Linked DNA regions of Mus musculus: all the other regions are linked to region 1. A link is a contact called in public promoter capture Hi-C data. All regions are on one chromosome and are shown on one strand. Each heading gives the region's core, a stretch centred on a gene start, on an enhancer-like site or on the middle of the called end of the contact. The rest is flanking DNA. Distances are from core to core; before and after follow the strand shown. Region 1 holds the start of Ahcyl1 (S-adenosylhomocysteine hydrolase-like 1). Region 2 holds the start of Stxbp3 (syntaxin binding protein 3). Region 3 holds the start of Gpsm2 (G-protein signalling modulator 2 (AGS3-like, C. elegans)).

What was found. Promoter capture Hi-C pulls out the DNA fragments that hold promoters and counts their contacts.
Region 2: a promoter capture Hi-C map of pre-B cells shows a contact between it and region 1, with 4 times the contacts expected there. The contact joins the promoter of Stxbp3 here to the promoter of Ahcyl1 in region 1. A contact is called at or near these places in 2 of 39 promoter capture datasets (liver and pre-B cells).
Region 3: a contact with region 1 is called in a promoter capture Hi-C map of pre-B cells, with 2.1 times the contacts expected there. The contact joins the promoter of Gpsm2 here to the promoter of Ahcyl1 in region 1. A contact is called at or near these places in 2 of 39 promoter capture datasets (liver and pre-B cells), 1 of 484 Hi-C or Micro-C datasets (B cells) and 1 of 115 datasets of contacts at active chromatin or transcription factors (astrocytes).

Annotation. Positions count from the first base shown.
Region 1 is chr3:107,695,026-107,698,515 of GRCm38.p6, forward strand. Ahcyl1 (S-adenosylhomocysteine hydrolase-like 1) reads right to left here and starts at 1,535. Exons shown (of 17, transcript NM_145542.4): 1 at 1,133-1,535. The coding sequence starts at 1,252. Gm40121 (a long non-coding RNA gene) reads left to right here and starts at 1,200. Exons shown (of 3, transcript XR_003954675.1): 1 at 1,200-1,704.
Region 2 is chr3:108,838,550-108,842,039 of GRCm38.p6, forward strand. Stxbp3 (syntaxin binding protein 3) reads right to left here and starts at 1,953. Exons shown (of 19, transcript NM_011504.1): 1 at 1,871-1,953. The coding sequence starts at 1,919.
Region 3 is chr3:108,720,683-108,724,172 of GRCm38.p6, forward strand. It overlaps Gpsm2 (G-protein signalling modulator 2 (AGS3-like, C. elegans)), which reads right to left and starts at 1,617. Exons shown (of 15, transcript NM_029522.2): 1 at 1,359-1,617.

The DNA of each region.
Region 1 (3,490 bases), core at 285-2,784:
TAGTTTCCTGGAGGAAAATAAATAAAGCCCTCTCAGGCACTGAGAGCAGCTTAACTAGTTCCAGTACAGGAGCCTTGGGGATTAACTGCTCTGCAAACCTTGCTCAGCTGAATCTATATCATCCTTGAACCCTACAAATACTGTAGGCAGGATTGATTGTGAAGAGACTTTATACAAGAGGAAACTATTTCAGAAAGGTCACCTCCTTGTTCCACTGCTAATTGGGTACCAGGTTAGAGGAAGGGTCAGCAAAGGTTCGACAGAAAGCACTGGAGACCCCGACCCTACCACTGAGAGAGCTAGTTAGACTCAGCCCTCCATAGATCACCTTTTCCAAGAGCCATAGAAGGATGTCCTTTGAGCTCAACCCCCAGCACAATAGGCTGAACTTGTAAGTGCAGTAAAGAATGAGCAATCATTTCTTCCCACCCACCTCCCCAACCCACCCAAGCTCCTTTCTGGAGGGATGTCTAAGTGATCTATTCACATGACTGCGATCAACCTGCATCCATGACAGTGTCTACTGTCACCAACCTCTAAATTTTCCTTTCTCACATACTTCCTAGCAGGTGGAAGACTGCACGGCGATTACCATTTTGCCTTTCCATCTCTTGTTGCTTTTAGAACCGTCAGCTGCATAAACCAGTTCATACGATTCTTTCCTCTTGCCTCTAAGCGATCACGCAGTTGTTGGTCGAACGGCCAATTCTCCCCCAAGAAGATGCTTTGAAAAAGAGCTGCCTGATTTCCCCCACTCACCTGAGGGGAAATTTCCTGCACAACCTCATCCCCTGGACAGGTCACAGGGGTCAGCTGAGTCGCTCACCCCCTCCCAATCTCGTCTTCAAGGCCCTCCATCCAGGAAAAGTCAGTCGCGAATTTAAGGCCTGGCCCTGTCGGGCTTCAGTAAGATCCAGGAGGACTCCGGCCGAGGGACAAAGAAAAGCGAGGTCAGAGCGGCCTCTTTGGCTCCAGCTAGGCCCATCGCCGCTCACCGGCCACCCACTACATCGTGTCAATGGTCCTGAGCACCCCAAACCCTAGCCCTAAGTCCCGAACTACCCGAGTCCGGGCCCGGGGCTTGCTCGCGCCCCTTCCTCGAGGGCCCTCGCCGCCACCCAGAGCCCCGCACCTTCTTGGGAGCCTTGGTGACCGTGGCCATGAAGGAGTACTTCTCGGCGTCCTCGATCTCCTTGGCCTGTTTCAGCTCCTCCCCGACACCGGGCAGCGGCATCGCGTCAGGCATCGACATCCCCCGGCCGGCCCGGCCCGCGGCTAACCCGCCGCCCCCGCCTCTTTCCCTCACGGGCGCCCGCCCGTCCGCGCGGCGCCCTCGGCCACGCGCTCGCCCGCCTTCCCGCCAGGCCCCGCGCCGAGCTGCTTGGGCTTCCGAAGGGCTGGGACCCGCGCGCGCGCGCCTCGTCGGCTCCGAGACCGGAGCCTGCCGGACAGCGACGGCGGCCACAGAACCAGAAGCAACAGCACGCAGCTCCGACCTGCCCGCGCAGCCACCTCCGCCACACGCAAGCACGCACGCAAAGTAAGGGTAGAGGGCGGAGACGCCACGTCAAGTACTGGCAGCCCCAAGGAGAGGGGGGCGGAAAGAGGCGGGGACAAATGGCGCGCTCTGGTGACGTCAACATGCTGGGCCGGGCCGCAGGAATCGCCCCTCCTTTCCTGCGCCTCGGTGATGAACGTCCCAGGGTGAGTAGTTGAACCTTGTCTGCCGCCAGGTGGTGCCATCAGCCCTATTGAGCCGAGTGTGACTCCTATAAAGATGCCACAAGACTAAGGGTCTTTGGACTACCAACTCCCCAGGAAACCTCAGCATGGGGAGGTGGCAGAGCATCGGGGATCGGGAAGATGGCATATCAAGAGCGATGCTTGGGAGCATAAACCAGAGTCCCACCGGACACATTTTACCCGGCCCTTTTTGGGAAAATTCAGTGTTAGAGACAGCCTACTCCCGGCCCACACCCTGGGCCCTTTGGGCCAGAAGTCCATTTCCAGGGGACAGTGTTTGCTTTTTTACTTCACAGGGGTGCAGAACAAGCTGAGAGCAGTCTGGTTTCTACACAACCCTTTATGACCTCCATCACCATCTCCTCCTGGGCCTTGTCTGTTTACAAGACCTTCAGGCTGCAGTGCTGATGTGAAGAGGTCATTAAGATAAGGTTGATGGGTTGGTCAGAGGGCAGAGAACAGGGCAGATTGAGAAAAAGTCCCAGCCAAATGGGTTCTCCTGCTCCATGCTCTCTAGGCAGTAGGCTCTCCCTGCCAGCTCCACTCTCAGTGAGTGTAGTGCAGAACGTTCAGTTTGGACTCGCACAGTTTCTGGATTCTACTGTGTACAGCCCCCGTATAAAGGCCCTGGGATGGTAGAGGTGCATGTGGCATATTTATGTTTTCCAAGAACCCATCCATTTGGGAAGGGAAAGCCTATTCGTAAGCTGGGGTCAACTGCGGTATCTTATCCTTTGAGAGTCATTCAAATGACATTGGCTCCAATTCCTATGTCCTGTGGAAAGTACAATGTTGTCCCCAGGATTTCTGTGAATTACTGAGGGGACTTAGGTTTTCATGGTCATCTCTGGCTCTAGTTTGCTGCCTCATCTGAAACATTACTCACTATTCCAGTCTTACAACTGTTTCTTTAGCTCTTGTAGTCACATCAGCCCCTTTCTCTTTCCAACTCTTACTCCTAAACCACAAAAAATGAGGCTATAACATGTAGCAGAACTTTTAATGAAGGTTTGTTGGTCAAAGGGGAGAGGTTACATCACATAGCAAACAGTCTACAATTACATTTCTGAAATGTTCCAAAAAGAGATTTCAGCCATCTATCTCACCATTGGGATTTCTCAATGACCACAATCTCCCTCAAAGCTCTCTAGTATACTCCGCATCTAGCTGTTTCCTGTGGCTCCTTTTTCATTCCTTTGCTTCACTCTTCTCTCTTGGGTGGACTCTGAGAAGCCAGATTCTTCCCCACTATGCTGAGAATAAGTCCTCCTGAGAGCCTTTCCACTAAATCCTCTCTAAGCTCATTCTTTTATATCCAGCACCTCACTGGGTTCTGGGTTGTTTGTGAGAGGGTCTCACTATGTAACCCAGGCTGGCTTTGATCTCTTATCCTGTGCCACCATTCCTGACCTTACCAGGTTTTAAAGACTCAACTTTATCAAGAAAAAAGGTGGTCTTAAAAGACACCAGCCCTACCCCAATACTGATTTGTGCTCAAGGTTGGGGAAGGTGTGAAATAGTTATTTCTGGACCCACTGAATTCTTCCTATAAGAAGCCTGTGGATGTTTGAAGAGGGCTGTTGAAGTACCTAGAAGGATTGCTATGTCTTAAAATGTTAGTGTTCTCTCATGTGCTCACTGTTCAGAGCAGTCAGACTTCTCTCCTTGGGAATTCTATGGCCACAGAGGGCAGAGAGATGAAACCAGAGTAGTAAGCACATCCACACAGGGCCAGGCGGCCACTCTC
Region 2 (3,490 bases), core at 703-3,202, 1.1 Mb after region 1:
ACCCAGGATACACAGCAAGAAGGTGTCTCAAAAAACCCAAAAACCAAAGCAAAACAACAGTAACAAAAACCAAAAGAGAAACCCCATCCCTTTAATCCCATCTCTCCAGGCTGGGACACAGGAAGGAGTTCCTGTTTCTCTAGATTTGCTTGTCCTGGATGTTTTTCTCATGAATGGTGTCATACTATGCCCTTTGTGACTGGCTTTTTCTTTAGCGTGTTTCCAAGATGCAGTAGCATAAAATATATCAGCATTGTACTTACGTTTACTGAAAAAAAAAAAAAAGACATGTATTCCTTTGTATGTGCACTGTTACGCCATGCGTCAGTCTGTGGAAAGGTGACCTATTCTTATTTTTTCAGCTAAGCCATTTCTTCAGCCCCTTAATGTGTATATGTTTTGGGCTATTCTTGTCTTTTGGTTGTGTGTTTCGAGTTACAGGCGGTCCTAAGACTATTTTACAGCCTTACATCTTTTTCCTTTCATCCAGCCTGCCTATCTATATTCTACTCTCCATGTGGTGAGCCTGGTGTTACCCTAAGTTAACAAGAACAGGGAAAGCCTGTTATCTTCATGCTATTGATACTGGCGTTACTAGCATAACGGTATCTTTTTCTCATAAGCCCTGATATAAGGTGCCATTATAACTCAGAAGTAATTTCTTCAGCACAATTTGTCACCCACTTTCGTATGAGAGTCAATATAGACAATCTGCCTAAGTCAGTGCTTTCCTTACATCACGTGGGTCCCTGGGGATGCAATTCGTGTCCTTGGGCTTGACAGCAAGCACCTTTACCCACTCAGCCACCTTGCAGGCCCCCAGAAAGGATAAATTTGAAAATAATAAATATGAAAGGATAATTTTGTATTTCACAAAGTCTACTTATCTATTTAGTACCTTCTATATGGTAAACACCATGCCTGTACTGTTTTGGATTTTAATTTTATACAAGGAATTCTTGAAGGCAGAATTCTGTTGGCTAATTCCTATTCTGTTCCTTGTTCCCCAAGTCGGAGTAAGAAACACTAATAAGACGTTATTCCTTTTCTACTACTAGACTATAATTACTTAGAACCCAGAGATGCCAAACAAGGAAGGTCCTTCCGGTTTGCTGCTTTCATTGCTCTTCTAACCTGGCAGACCTAGGTTTGGTGTCATTTTAATAAAAGTCATTAAAGTTGGTCGAACCAACAAGAAGACCAATTGTAACACAAGGAGCAGACTATGCAGGGACCGGATACTAGATAAAACTTTAACAGTCCGCTGTTGCTTTCTCAAGAACTCTTTTTTTTTTTTTTTAAAGCAAGTCATATTCTCTTGGAACAGTGGCAGAAGGCGCTCTTGAAAAGCTACGCCTGCACTTTTTAAAGGACAAGACACTGAAAAGGATGGTAGTAAAAACCCTCGGTGCTAACATGAATATGGGACACCAAGCGGCTTCTGAAAACACGGGGACGAGGGCGGGACAGAGTAGTAACACAGAGCTCAGACTGTGTCGGATGGAGAGACGTCCGTGCCTGGTGTGGCGAGGGGGGTGCAATGGGAAGAGCTGTCCCGGGACAGCACAGGGACTTGGGAGGGAAAGTCGGCCCGAGTCAGGTCGCCCAAGGGTGGGGCTTTGCGGAAGAACCTCACCGGGGTGAGAGTTGGCCAAAGCCGCGGAGAAGGCCGCGTCTGGCCACCCCGCCCATCCCTGGTGCTGGCACGAAACCCGACTCTGGGCAAGCCGGAAGGAGTCAAGCCAGGGACTTGGTCCCAAAGCAACAAGTGCCCATGCAGCTCCCAGAGAGGCTGCAGAGCTGCAGCGGGAAAGAAGACCCCCGTACAGCCGACCCTTCCCGGCCTCATCCCTGACCCCTCCGCACTCACTCCGCCACACGACGCTCTTCAGTCCCCGCTCCGATACCGGCGGCGCCATCTTCCCCCAGCCGTGGAGCTACAGCCACCGCCTCCCACTCGCAACCTACTTTGGCCCTGAAAGCTGCGCTCGGGGGCGGGCCCTTCCCCTCGCGGTGGGGAGGCTCCGCCCCCTCCGCGGGCCGCGCCCTCAGGTGACGTCACGCGCATCAACTAGGGCGTGTCCCGCCTGTGCCTGGACTGCGGCTGCGTAGTGTGGTCAGACTTCTGTGCACTGTCTGGCGCCCCCTAGCGGAAGCCTACTATAACCCATATCTCAGTGTCCAATTTGGCATCAGAAAGCAAATATGTGAACTAACACAATTTATACAATTATGAATTTATACATACCGGGTCTTTTTTATTTTACATTTATCTGTGTGTATGTATGCATGTGTGCATACCAAGGCTCGCAGGTGAAGGTCAGAAGACCTCATCTTCCACAGTGTGGGTCTTGGGATGGAACCTAAGTTGTCAAGACACATCCTGCCATCCCCAATACGGAGACTTTATGCTTTACAAAATAATGTTTCATTCAGCAAAGCAATTCAAACTATACTGTTCAGAAGCCTGTTCAACCGCCATATGGGAAGTCTATCCCTCTCAACTTCATTTTAATAATTTTTGAAGATCATTGATTATTTAAGCTGTAAGGTAACCACCAGTGTTCCCAGAACTGTGATAGAGTTTCAGAAAAGTCTAAGAAATGAGAGACCCTCTTATTCCTATGAAGAATTTTACATTTTAAGTTATAGAGCACGATTCCTAGAATTGTTAATTCCACAAGGCAGGAGTAAGACCACTACCATAATTTTAGAGCTAAAATTGAAGCAAGCTTTATTATATCCAGGAGCACCAGAGACCTGGCCAATTAGGGGTTAGAGAGAGAAGTGCTGAGAGTCCCTTTTAAGGAGCAAAATAACAAGTAGTTGCAAAACAGTGTTACAGAAGCAAGACAACAGGGCAGTTGGGAAGTATAGGAAAATTTCAAAAGGACAAAAACCAAGTACTTAGTGATAAGGGAGGGTCAAAGTGTTCTCAAAAACAAGTCATGGTCACAGGGTGGTGCAGGGCAGGTTCCAAGAAACAGAAACTTAAAAACAGAAACTCAACTCTTACAATAAACGAAACTTTGTGTTTAACAATACAACAAAATGTCTCCTACCTTAAAAATGGAGTCAGGCAGGTTTCTCATTCTCCCCTTGACCTTTGTGTCCTTCTCAAATCCTTGATAGGGGACTGTCTTTAATAATGTTGTCAAGTGGCAATGATTCTAGCCTTGTTTGGTGGATGCAGGGCCCAATTATGGTAGCCAGTAGAAACATTAGCAGGCCAAAGAAGGGGAGAGCCATCTTAGCCATGTTGTCGGTCAACATTTGTTTGAAAGATTTTGTTTATTTATTTCTCCATCAATACTTGTCAATAGTATGAGAAGAATCAGAGATACTAAAACAGCACATTTCGGTAAATTGCTGACAACCAAGATTACATTTAAGTAACAGGTAAGAGGGATCTTTTCTGACACAGAGTTTCCTTGTTGACTATCTATCTGGTGGTAGATGGAGCCAGAGGTTATACCCCAAACTATTAGTT
Region 3 (3,490 bases), core at 367-2,866, 1.0 Mb after region 1:
GCCCAGTAGCTGTAATCCCAGCTACTGGGCTGAGACAGGAGGATTCCAAGTTCCAGGCCAGCCCTAAACATTTAGCAACAATAGGTCTCAAATAAATGAATGAATGAATTAATTAATTAATAAATGAATAATCTGGAATTACCTCAGTGATAGAACTCTTGCTTAGTGTTCACATGGTTTAGAGTTCAAACCCAAGTACAGAGGAGGTGAGGTGTGGGGAGCCACACTATATATAGTGCATTACCTTTGTAACTAGCCTACTATTAAATCTCAGGTTTACATCAAAACATACTTGTAATAGTGTATGTCTGACCTACTGAAAATTCAGCTAAACTATTTTTCCGTGGGACACGCTTCCACAATACTCCACAGTCTCTGAATTCATAACCAGTCCAATCCTCGAATTGTAAGTTAGAAATAGTTTGCAAGAGGGGCCTATGAATGCCTAGAACCGGCCGGGCATCCCTGAACTCCCCCACTGCCCTCAAGTCAAAGGACAGGAACCTTCGCTTTTGAACTTAGGCGGAACGAATCTCTGCTCTTAGCACGTCGAAACCCCAGGCAAAAGTGCTCTTTACCAGAAGCAATCACGATGGTTACTAACAAGCCGGAAAATCTTCAGTTTAGCCTTCCAAAGAGGCAGTCTGAAAATTCTGCTTCGCTGGTGACAAAAACTTACAACACAAACCACACAGCAGTCCAATCAACACAAAGCACCGAGAGGAGAGTCAAGAACTTACCTATTCTAAGTCTACCCGGCGTTTAAATAATGCATTAAGGCAAATAAACATTGCCATCATTACTCGTTTCAACAGAGTTCAAATGATACTTGTTAAAGCCACCTAATTGTTTACCATTAAAATACAAGGAAATTACGTTTTCCACTTTTCATCTGAAGATACTAAGTTTACAGCTTTCCGGCTAAGATCTCAAACATGTTACGCTTGCTATAAAGCTGGTTACAACGATCTATCAGTTTCGCTTGCCAGTAAGTCTGGGATCCGAAAAGTTCAGGAGTTTAAATGTGACTTGACAAAGGTGTCTGGTGTGGAGACCCGGGGCCGGCGACGTGCCTGGGATTCGAATCCACTGGGATTCGGCTTTGTATCCACCGTCTGTTACGCTCGGAAAACGCGTGAAGTCGCTGCATCCCAGCAAGTATTTTCAAGGTCTGCAGAAGCCCGATCCCCAGTCTCCCCTCACTTAGGGGACAACAGCCTAAATGGTGCGGGTGCGAAGCCCCCCACGGAGCTCCCGGGTCCCAGCGTCACCCGAGCCCGTCGAGCCTCGGTGGTCCAGAGACCCCCGCCCCACGCCCCCACACACCCCACTGGGTCACCCCCTCAGGCTCCGCTCACCTCCCTCCGGCCCGCGGCTCCTGAGAACAAGGAACCGCTGCAGGGATGAGCGCCTCTGGCCGTAGACTAGGAACCGCGGCGCTTCCCCAAGTCGGGTCCCGGCGGCGACGCCGAGCCAAGCAGGGGCACCGCGGGAGGCTGGCGAGCGCCCCGGGCGCCCGCCCCCGGCAGGTCACGTGGGCCAGAGCTTCGGCCTCCCCCTGGCCTCTCAGAGGGTCTCACCGCCAGCAAGGCTCCCTCAGCGCCTGTACTCCTCTGCGCCTGCGCCTAGCTCCAGGCTCGCCCATTCAAACTGACAACGCCCCGCGTTTTTTGGACCGGCCAATGGCACCGGTGGGGCGGGGCTAGGCGGGTGGAGGGCGGGGCTAGACGAGCCAGGGCTCCCTCCTTCTAAAGATCTGTGTGTGGGGTTTGCCTCTCGGACTGTAGCGCTTGATTCTCCTCTGCTGCGGATAGATCCTCCGCCAACTAGAAGCTTATTGTCCTCGAATTTCTCCTTCAGATGGCGAAAAGTGGGACAATAAACATCAGAGTTCAAGCTGGGTCTAGTTCAGACTTTGAACCCAGGAGCCCCAGTCCACTGCCTCTTTCCCTGCAGGCTCAGTCCCGCCCTGGGAAAGTCTTCCAAGAGGCAGATGTGAGAAAGAAAGAGGCCTGTGTGAAAGGAACAGAGGGTCCCGTGTGAAAGTCTGAACAAGGAGCCTCAGTTCTTGAGGCAGTGTCACACACAGTTCTGGCGTTTCCAGATGTTGGGAAAGCAAACTTCTTCTGACTGCAGGATCGCTGGTTCCCAGGAAAAGCAGAGATGGCGAATTTAATCCGCTCCGGCGGCTTGCATTCCCATTCTATTCATGCCTTCATATCAAGTTCACCAAAAAATAGATCTTAGCTTGTTCATCAAATGTTTAAACTAGAGTCTCTGCTGTGAAGCTGATGACGTTGGTTACATTACATTATCTATAGCCACTGCCTATTTCTCCACTGGGATGAAATTTTAATGTTTTACAGGATTGGGCACCTGTTAAAGAAATTCTAGTTTCAGCATCTCTGTGGTGATGGCCGTGACCACTATATGTGTGTCATGGAAAACTGTATAGAGATAGTGTTAGCACCAGCCAGACCTGGGTTTGAATTTCAGCTCGGGCCTCTTCCTACTGACTGATTTTGAACCAGTTAGGCGTCTGTCCTCTGTAGCCTTAGCTTCCTCAGCTGTAAAACACAGATAATGAGACCTCCTCTAATAAGGTCTGTCATGATGCTTCAGGAGGTAAAGTTTATGAAATGGTTAACACAGCTGCTGACACATCGAAGCTGTTCAATAAGTGGTTCTCTTATTATTATCAGCGAGCACCCTTAATACCAAGTTCTTATAAAAAGCTGAATTAGCTGGTTGTACTATTTCAGAGGTAGATATTATAATTCTTCCATACTCATAAATTCTTTGTGGGAATTGGTACAGTAAACCACAATAAAAAGTATTTTAAATTCTGCATAGCCAAAGCGAATCGTTTCTTTCCTGTGCCCCCTTCTCTCATAGATTGGACTTTTTATCTCAGCTATCAGCAATGTCTATCTTCCTAATCAGTTGAACTGTTTTGTAAATCTTCTTTCCAAACGCATGCATCCATGAGATTGTGCCATTCTTCTACTTGAAGACATTTAATGGTCAAAAAACAAAACAAAACAAAAACAAACAAACAAACAAACAAAAAATAACAAGAGTCAGGTATTGTCTCACATACCTTTAATGCCAGATCTTGGGAGGCACAAGCAAGTGGGTCTCTGTGTGTTTGAGGCCATCTTGATCTATGCAGTGAGATCCAGGACAACCAGGGCTACATAGTGAGACCCTGTCTTTTAAAAAATAGAATATATATTTATATACACCTACTTTTTAATAAGTGTAGTTGAGAGTATTATATATGTAATATAAAATCCACACAGACTTTGAAACTGAAATATGACATAGAATATTTAATATATTTAAAGAAAGAAAAGCATGAGAATAAATGAATCAAGGACTACAAAAACCCAAAACTCTCTATATAAACCATATATAACTATATATGTATATATTTATGATAGCTTATACAAATATCCTCAGAGGACAGAAGGGCAGCAGAACCTAGCCC